Linked DNA regions of Mus musculus: region 1 is linked to region 2. The links are chromatin contacts, called in public HiChIP or PLAC-seq maps. All regions are on one chromosome and are shown on one strand. Each heading gives the region's core, a stretch centred on a gene start, on an enhancer-like site or on the middle of the called end of the contact. The rest is flanking DNA. Distances are from core to core; before and after follow the strand shown.

Evidence for each region. HiChIP or PLAC-seq counts read pairs in DNA pulled down with a chosen protein or histone mark.
Region 1: a contact with region 2 is called in an HNF4G HiChIP or PLAC-seq map of pancreatic cancer cells. The contact joins the promoter of Dio3 here to the enhancer-like site in region 2. A contact is called at or near these places in 4 of 39 promoter capture datasets (the 3T3-L1 cell line, hippocampal neurons, liver and 1 more), 4 of 484 Hi-C or Micro-C datasets (adipose-derived mesenchymal stem cells, nephron progenitors and uterus), 1 of 115 datasets of contacts at active chromatin or transcription factors (pancreatic cancer cells) and 1 of 9 other capture datasets (adipose tissue).

What each region holds. Positions count from the first base shown.
Region 1 is chr12:110,277,412-110,281,871 of GRCm38.p6, reverse strand. Dio3 (deiodinase, iodothyronine type III) reads right to left here and starts at 2,642. Exons shown (of 1, transcript NM_172119.2): 1 at 775-2,642. The coding sequence starts at 2,640. The coding sequence ends at 1,726. Dio3os (deiodinase, iodothyronine type III, opposite strand) reads left to right here and starts at 3,804. Exons shown (of 4, transcript NR_002866.2): 1 at 3,804-3,889; 2 at 4,123-4,321; 3 at 4,446-4,460. It overlaps Mir1247 (microRNA 1247), which reads left to right and starts at 3,743; the gene lies at 3,743-3,824.
Region 2 is chr12:110,118,768-110,123,098 of GRCm38.p6, reverse strand. No RefSeq gene overlaps it. Among named protein-coding and RNA genes, the nearest start is that of Gm34719, 33 kb to the right of the region's middle. Within about 2 kb of position 3,023, at least 10 of the 459 cell types and tissues checked have an H3K27ac peak or open chromatin away from gene starts, as enhancers often do. A contact at or near this core is called in pancreatic cancer cells, where this site is marked.

The sequences.
Region 1 (4,460 bases), core at 1,393-3,892, 160 kb before region 2:
CGAGCTTAGCGCTCGCGAGCGCCTGGCCATGGCTGCACAGGGATGGGTGCCAGCCGCCGCGCGACCTCCCTCCCCACCTTCCTCCACCCACATCTTTCTCATATTCCTTCTCTCCTCTGCTTTCCACCCCATAGCATGGTGAGGGGTGGGCGGCAGTGAGGTTTGGCTGAGGCTTGGTAAGCGGGTGTCCCGGGCACGAGAACACCCCAAGCACCCCCCCACCCAGATGTGGGAGTTGTGCCTGAGTAATGGAGACACTGGCCCTATGCGCCTTTCTGGTCGTACCTCCCAGCAACCTGGAGGAATGGTGGTAGACAATTCCACAGGTGCGACACTGCTAAGGAGGGCTGGGCCAGGGGTGCAATGGTAACCCAGGGGGCGAGCTTGGAGGTCCAGTCTCGCCTTACACAGCACCTTTCTCCCCATACCACCCAAAGCTGGGAAAAGTTAGACAGCGCTAAAATTGTCTTACTGCGCTCGCGCACCATAGCAAATGATCACCCCATTGCCTCACCAATCTCCTCATGGGTCTCTCATGAGTCTTCTTCTGGCCTGAAGTTCTCTGCGCAGGTGTGGCACGTGTAAGTGCATTTGCCATCCCAGGGAAACTCCTTCCTCCTCCGCCCATCTCCAGCCCCCCCCCACCCCTGCAGGACCTGGGTTCTTTCCCGTCCCTACTTTCCCCTAGAGTCACTATGGGGATGCCAGGGAGAAATTTGTGTTTAGTTCTTTTTGGTTTTTCAAAGACACGAGAAAATAAACGGACCAAAGGCAATCAGAGCAACTTCCTTCAAGTCTTTATTATTGTAGCTTAAAAGTTTATACACAAGGAATGTTTCCAACACAACATTCACTGATTGGTCTTCACCCCGCCCCACAACCCGCGCTTTCTGCCTAGGACTCCCAAGTTCTTCCCCTTCTCCTTGTCTTAGAACTAATCCCTTCTCCAAAAAGTTCTCGCATCCCTCCTGGGGACCTGCGAACCTCGCAGATTGATTCCCCAAGCCACTTCCTTTGGTCTCGAAGTCCATCCCTTACCATGTCCCTCTTCCACCCCTTTTTCGACGGTTCCCTGTGGAACCCAGAGCACTCTCCCCCTCTTACTTTAGGCGCTGTTTCGAGCCTCTCTGCAATTCAGAGCCGACCCGTGGTCAAGCCCAGTTAGAGGCGGTTCGTCATCAGCAGCCAGGGCTCCAGCGCACCCAAAGCTAGGCGGGGAAATTACCCTGCCCACCCTTTCCCTATCTCGAGCCCCTCCCCCAACCCAGGGATAAGAAATAAACACAAAAGCAGCAGGACTCCCTGCGCTCGACAGGTGGGTGCCAGGCAACTAGCTAGAGCCTGAGGCGCTGCTGGAACCCAGCTGCGCTCAGGGCGCGCGGGCGTGGCCAACAAGTCCGAGCTGTGAAATGCTGGGGACTTTCGCGCTTTGCCGAAGCAGCGCTGGAGACCTGGTGTCAGAAAGTCCAGCAGGTAAACTCCAGCAGGGACAAAGCTGTCAGTTCGAGCCACAGCAATGCTCCTGAGAGCAAGCCAAAAACGTACAAAAGGGAGTCACTATAGCAGAGTCTCAAGTTAGCCAGACTCAGCCTGAGTTCTGTGGCTGTGCTCATCTGTGTCATGGGGATCCCCCACAACCTTTGACTTTCTTTGGAGCATTTGCACGTGGGCTTCGAAGGCCCAGGAGACCCGGCCCACCAATTCAGTCACTTGTCCCTTGGTTATTTAGAATCGATGTGGCCTAGTACCATGCAACTGTTCATCATAGCGCTCCAACCAAGTGCGCAACTCAGACACCTGGTAACCGTCGGGGCCACGGCCTCCCTGGTACATGATGGTGCCACTCTGGATGACGTAGAGGCGCTCAAAATAGGCACCATATGCGGAACTGCTAGAGTTGGCCATAGTGTCCAGGACCAGAGCACAGCCAGGTGCACCTTGTTGTAGTACTCTCGCTGCGCTGACACGGTCCTCCAGGCTGCGGTGCTGGGGGATGACATAGGGTGAATCTGTGGTGACCCAGCCGTCGGATGGGTGGGCTTCCTCGATGTAGATGATAAGGAAGTCAACGTCGCGCTGGTACTTGGTGACCAGGCGCTGGAAGGCGCTCATCCGCGCCATGAACGGTGGTCAGGTACAGCTGCCAAAATTGAGCACCAACGGGCGGGTCCCTTGTGCGTAGTCGAGGATGCGCTGGCTCTGGAAGCCATCAGGTCGGACAACCTCCGAGTTGGGCGCTGGGCCACCCTCATGGGCTTGCTTGAAGAAATCCAATTTCTGGCCATGCCACACGGCTTTGAGAGAGGCCAGGGTGCACAGACGGTTGTCGTCTGATACGCATATGGGCGGGTCGTCAGGGGGCATCTCCTCGCCTTCACTGTTGAGCTCTACTTCGGGCTCAGGGTGGTCAGGATGGCGACGGCGCAGGAAATGCTTGCGGATGCACAAGAAATCTAAAAGCCAGAGCATGAAGGCCGTGCCTAGGAAGCGCGGGAACAGCACGAGGCACGAGGCGGTCTGGGCGCAGAGCCTCAGCGAGTGAAGCAGCAGAGAGCGGAGCATGGTGGCCGCGGGCCCCGAAGCCCCCGGGGGCCCTTCACCTTCTCCGACCACCAACCTCGAGGCGGCCTGGCGAGGCATCTGGTCCTCGGTGCTCTGGGAGCTCAATTTATAGTCAAAGCTTGAATTGGCGGGAGACTCCACCTCCGACCGGGGCCCGCCCCCTTGCAACTTGAGCCCGGAGGGATCACCCAGAGGCGCGGCCAATGCCCCAGAAATCTTGGGTCGAGGGCGGGCGCAGGCTGGTCGAGGGTGGAGCGGTGCGTCCCGGGGCTGGCAGGGGCGGGCCTGAGTCCCGCAGCCCGCTCTCAGGGGCGGGGGACCCCGAAGCCGCTGTGTCCAGGGACTAGGAGCCCGATCTCAGAGCCAAGCAGTCAGTGGTGGCAATGGTGTAACCCGCGCAAGCGCCTCGCACCTCCTAGGTCCCAGCGGGCGGGTCCCAGCCCGCGCCCTCTTCGCCGCGCACCTGAGCTGAGTTCCCCGGCGGCCGCAGCGCCGCGCCGGAGCTCCGGTTCGCTTCCCGCGCGCCGCCGCCAACGCCGCCCACGCTGCTGCTGCTCGTGCGGGGTCGCTGCCCAGGTACCGCGGGAGTCCAGGTCTGCGGCCGCCGCTCGGCCGGCCCCCGGCTGCAGCCCCGCCGGGGACGCGGGCCCGCGAGGAGGCAACTTTGGGTTCCCGCCGCCTTCCCCGCTCGCCCGCGGGCGCCGCTCGACTGCCGCAGCCCGTCCGCCCGCCTCCCGCGCGCGCTCACACTCGCGCCTCGCACACGGCCGCCCCCCGCACCGCCCCGCCACGCACACCGCGCTCCGCGCCCCCCGCCGCTGCCCGAGCTTGCCGCGCGCCGCCCCAGTCCGCGCCGCGCCCGCCCCGTCCCATCTCGCTCCCGCCGGACGCCGCGGTTCCCGGGTCAGCTGCCCCTCGGCTCCAGCCCGGAGGTGCCGAGGGCAGGGCCCGCGGGTGGGCTGGCGCCCAGCTCGGGAGACCCGGAGAGTCGCGGCAAGCGACGCCGGGCCTCGCCCTCGGCCGGCTCCGGGACGCCCTGGGCGCGGGGCGCTGCGGGCGCGGGGCGCGGGGCAGCGGGCGCGGGGCGGCGCCGGCCCCGGGCGGCTCTCCCACTAGGGGTAGCTGTTGCCTGAACGCGGGAGCGCTCCCCTCTCGCCGCTTGCCTCGCCCGGCGCAGCCCCGGCCGCCGGGCGCACCCGTCCCGTTCGTCCCCGGACGTTGCTCTCTGCCCCGGGAACGTCGAGACTGGAGCGCCCGAACTGAGCCACCTTCGCGAACTCGGAGCGCGGCGGCCCGACTCAACCGCGGAGGCGCCCGGACGCGTAAAGTGCGTACTTTCAACAGGGAACGTGTGCTGAGGCTTTTTAGGGGTGCGGGGCAACTCCCCAACAGCGTGGGGCTCTGGTCGGCTCTGCCACAGCGGCGCAGACCTCCTAATCTGTCTCTGCGCGTGGCGCACTGCTGGAGACTTGGGTTCAGGGGCGGCGGGGCTGCTTGACCTGGGGTCCTCGAGACCCTAAGCAAGTTCCACTTTAGATACACCTCACAATGACCCCTCAGGTCAAGGCCTCAACCCGAAGGCAGCGCCTAAGAATCGCACTCCCTAGAATGCTCCAGCACTCACAGGGGCCTTCTCTGGGGTAACGGGACCCCAGCCGGATACTACAGCTCCAGCTGCTTGCGTCCCATGCATCGCCCTCTCGGGAGAGACCAGCTACCTAACTTTCTCTACCAGAGACCGCGCTGGCGTCTCGGGAGGGTGAGCACAGTCAGACCACTTTCCATTAGCCATGGAACTTGTCCGGAAAAGTCGACCTCAAGTAGCCCAGAGGGCGCCCAGGTAGGCGCCCGCCCTCACCACCTGGTTTCTGCTGTCCTGGCAGGATGCTCTGCCCAGG
Region 2 (4,331 bases), core at 1,774-4,273:
CCTTTCCATACTTGAGTTGTTTGTCATTTCTGGGGCTGCTGTTGCTGTTATGATTTCCCTTTTGGGAGGAATTTACAGGCACATGTTGACCCAGCTGAATGGGAACAGGGAACAGCAGGGATTTTACAAACAGGGACCATCATGGGCTGGAAAGCATGGATTCTGGTCCCTGTAGTGTCCTGCTGGACATTTATGGCATTGCCCGGTTGGTCATTTAATGCACTACAACCCTTTAAGAAACCCAGATACCCTCCAGCCTGGGGTTAAAATCAACCTGACTTTCTTTTCTGTGGATGTCTGCTTTGTTGTGGAAATTTCAAGAAGGTTGGTTCTTGGTAGCAACAGTTGCTAGGTAAGGTATGCCTGCCTCCAGAGCCAGCAGAGAGGGTGGGAAGGTAAGATGGAGCCAGGACTGGACAGCTGGGACAGATAGGGGCTTGTGGTGAAGGGTGAGGTTGCATAGTGGCCACAGTGTTCTACCTGCCCCTGCTAGGATCTGCTCTAAGCGACATTCCCTTCAGCTTCCATTTCTACAAAAAGCTAAACATCATCGCCTGGGATCACTTAGGGGCTCACTGGCAGCATGTTTTAGACATCTTCACTTCCCAGGGATGGGACCCAGGAGCTCATAGATGTGTGAGCAAAGCAGGCACAGTTACTAGACTACAACTACACTCAAGCGGGTAGGGTTGGAGCCTTCGCAGTCACCTTGGATGCTGCGAGCATCTTTCCAAGAGGCTGCTACAGTGTCAAAGGCTGCTACAGCTGCTGTTTGCATGGCTGGTCTTCTGGTCTTTCCACCTGAGGAGCCTTTCTGACCATAGGTGCTACTATCACACCCTCCCAGCTAACTTCTAAGTTTAATATCAAGAAAGAGTCCCCATGGTGCATTTTCTTGCCTTCCTCTTTCGACATCCTAACTTCCCTATAGCTTCCCAGGCACCCCGGAATACCTCACAGGCCTGCTTTTGCATTTTCATGCTGTCAGGACCCTTCCTGAGGGTCCAGGAGGCAGGGTTTGCTGCCTGGAGAAAGGGGGCTAGGTGACAACTGTAGAGAGGATATGCCTGGCTTGTTTCCAGAAAGACAAGTTTTCCATGGGAGGAGTGATGTTCTCCTCAAGGCAGAGGCCAGTAAAATGGGAAAACCTGGACCAATCCATAAGGCAAGCAAGCGCAACAGAAATGGAAACTAGAGAGGAAAGGTTGGGGTCTTATTGTTGTTGGTGGATGTGGTGGTTTGAATATGCTTGGCCCAGGGAGTGGCACTATTAGGAGGTGTGGCCTTGTTGGAGGAAGTATGCCACTGTGGGCATGGGCTTTAATACCCTAGTCCAAGCTGCCTGGAAATCAGTATTCTGCTAGCAACCTTCTGATGAAGATGTAGAACTCTCAGCTCTTGCCTGCCTGGATGCTGCCATGCTCTTGCCTTGATGATAATGGACTGAACCTCTGAACCTGTAAGCTAGCCCCAATTATTAGTAAGAGTTGCCTTGGTCATGGTGTCTGTTCTCAGCAGCAAAAGTCAAACTAAGACAGCAGACTTCTTTTGTTTGAGATTGAGATTTCCCTGTAGGCTTAGGAGACAGGCAGGCAGGTTGGAGCTTGGCAAGAGGTGTCAGGTGTTGGGGAAGTGGGATGGAGCCTTGGGGGAGCAGGTGAGCCATGCACTGCTAGGAGGAAGGCAAATGACAAGGGAAGGGGAAGAGAAGCCTTCAGAGCTGAGTGAGATTGGAGGGAGAAGAGAGAGGCCATTGCCTCCTGGGAGGGAGCTAAAAACAAGAATCCCTGCAGCTGCCTGCAAAGCCAGAATTGACCTCTAGTTGGAGCCCAGCTTCCTGGGGACGGGGATCCTGTTGTGTTACCCATTGCTTGGGCTGCAGTCAGAACAGCAGACTGTGGGTTTCCTTTCCATTGTTAGCAGGCTCCTGAAGTGACTCCTTGGGACCACTGTCCATGGCGATTGTCAATAGAGCACACAAGGTGGATAGCACAGTCCCTGCAGGGCCAGTTGACCAGCTCCGTGTGTGTGTGTGTGTGTGTGTGTGTGTGTGTGTGTGTGTGAAGGCTGGCGTTTCTGAATGGAAACTCTTGAGATCCTACCCCTCCTGAGGATTTATAAGCTATTGATGGTTGCTTGAAGAGGGAGGGATGCTTTCTTGAGTGGTGTAGCTATTGGCAAAGTAAGCTTTCCATACCTCCATAAATAACCCTTCACCCATACTCCTGTGAGAAGCCCTAACTAAACTTACTGGATCGACATGAGACAGTGGAAGGGGCTAGCTGGGAAGAAGAAAAACTTTAGCAGAAGTAAGGAGGGAGCAAGGAATGGGGCAGAGTGAGTGTGCTCATACGCGCAAATAAAAATATCATTACAAGAGTCATATAATTAATATATCCCAATAAGGAAGAAGCCATACTTTCAAGTGAAAGGTAAATTTGTGGGAAACAACAAGCCTCACCTTACTGATTTCCAGCGGATGTGCCTGCAATACCTCTGTCCTCAGTTGGTCTGACCTTTAGAGCTCATTTCTTTCTGCTTCTCAACTACTTCACCTGACTGCTGCCTCCATGTTACAGCTTGCGTGCTCTGAGCTGTCCCCTCTTCCCTCTGCCCACACTCATCATTTTCAGGAACTCTGCCTTGTAAACTGAATGTTGCAGACTGCAGTCACAGGGCCAAGCCCTTCCCACGCCCTGGCTTTGTAAATAAAGTTTTATTGGGACACAGCCAAGCGTACTCATCTACATATCGTCTATGGCTGCCTCTGATGGCACAGCGGGGTAGAGTGGTTGCCACAGAGGCCACGTGACCTGCAAAGGCAGAAATATTTACTGTCTGCCTCTTACAGGAAAGGTTGCCAATACCCCTGCTGTGAGAGGTGCTGCTGGCATATCTAATTCGTTGAGGTCTGGAGTGCAGAATTGTGGAGGGTTTTTTTCCCCCCTTTTATTCCAACACACTAAAGAAGGAAAGAAAGTATCCATAAAGTCTCCAGTGATAGGCAGGAAACAACCCCGGGCAGCCGCCTCTGAGCTCACATTTGAAGTTCAGGGAGTTTCTCTCATCAGGTCAGCTACACCTGAGGCAGGGTCTAAAAGGAGACACTGACACATTCCATCCAGATTCCCCTAACTGGGGCTGCTGAGATGGCTCAGCATGTTGAAGTTGTCACTGCCCAGGCTTGGCTACCTGAGGTCAATCCCTAGAACCCAGAGTGGAAGGAACCAGGTGTGATGGCTCATCTCCACAATCCCAGCACACACACCCATGCATGCATGCTCACACACAGAACCACCAAGCCCCAGTTCTCACATCCCTAAAAGTTGGTGTGTTTGTATGTATAAACAATGAAGGAGGTGATCTGACATGGAAGTGTAGCCAGTTATATAAATTTTGCCTTATTTTAGTTTAATTCAACTCAGATTAAAATTGTGAAATAGAATAGCAACTCTCCAGAAACGCCCAAGATGTTCCAGGCCCAGAGATCTGTCTGCCTGCCTGTCTACTATCACTCTATATGTAACCTGCCATCCATCCATCTATCTATCTATCTATCTATCTATCTATCTATCTATCTATCTATCTATCTATCTACCTATCTATCTACCTATCTATCTATCAATCTATCTATCTATCTATCTATCTATCTATCTATCTATCTACCACGTGTCTATTTTCATTATTCATCAATTGTTCATATCTGTATGTTTAGCTAATCAACATCTATCAATCATTATCTACAATGATTACCTATCATTATCTATCAATCACTACCTACATATTTATCATATTTTCTGTCATCTTGTTATCATCTATCTAATATCTATCATGTGTTAGTCACTTATCTATTTATATATCTATCTTTCTATCCATCATCTACCTGTCAACCATCATATTTATCTATCCATTTATCTATCTAACATCAGTTGCTATCTATTAATAATAGTCACAAGAATTCCAATCAGTTAAGCCAAGGTTTCTCAACTATGGCATTGTTGACATTGGAGGCAGAGAATTCTTAGGGGGTAAAGGCAAAGGGGGCTAGAGGTGTGGGATACTGGAAAGCCTTCATGGCCTTGGTCTATTAGATTCCAGTAGCACCTGAGGCTATTCCACCACTTGCCCTAGTCTGATGGCTCAAACCATATCTAGCTATTATGAAATGTCCACTTGGAAGGAAGTATCTACAAGAGAGAAAAGCAGAATTAGACCTTGGATAAGCACATGGTGCCATCTGGATGTGAGTATCTCTGCTTGGCCCCCTGGGGGCCCATGGGCCTGACCTGATCCCCCAGGCTCCTATGCACTTGGGTGATGTCTTGCCCTAG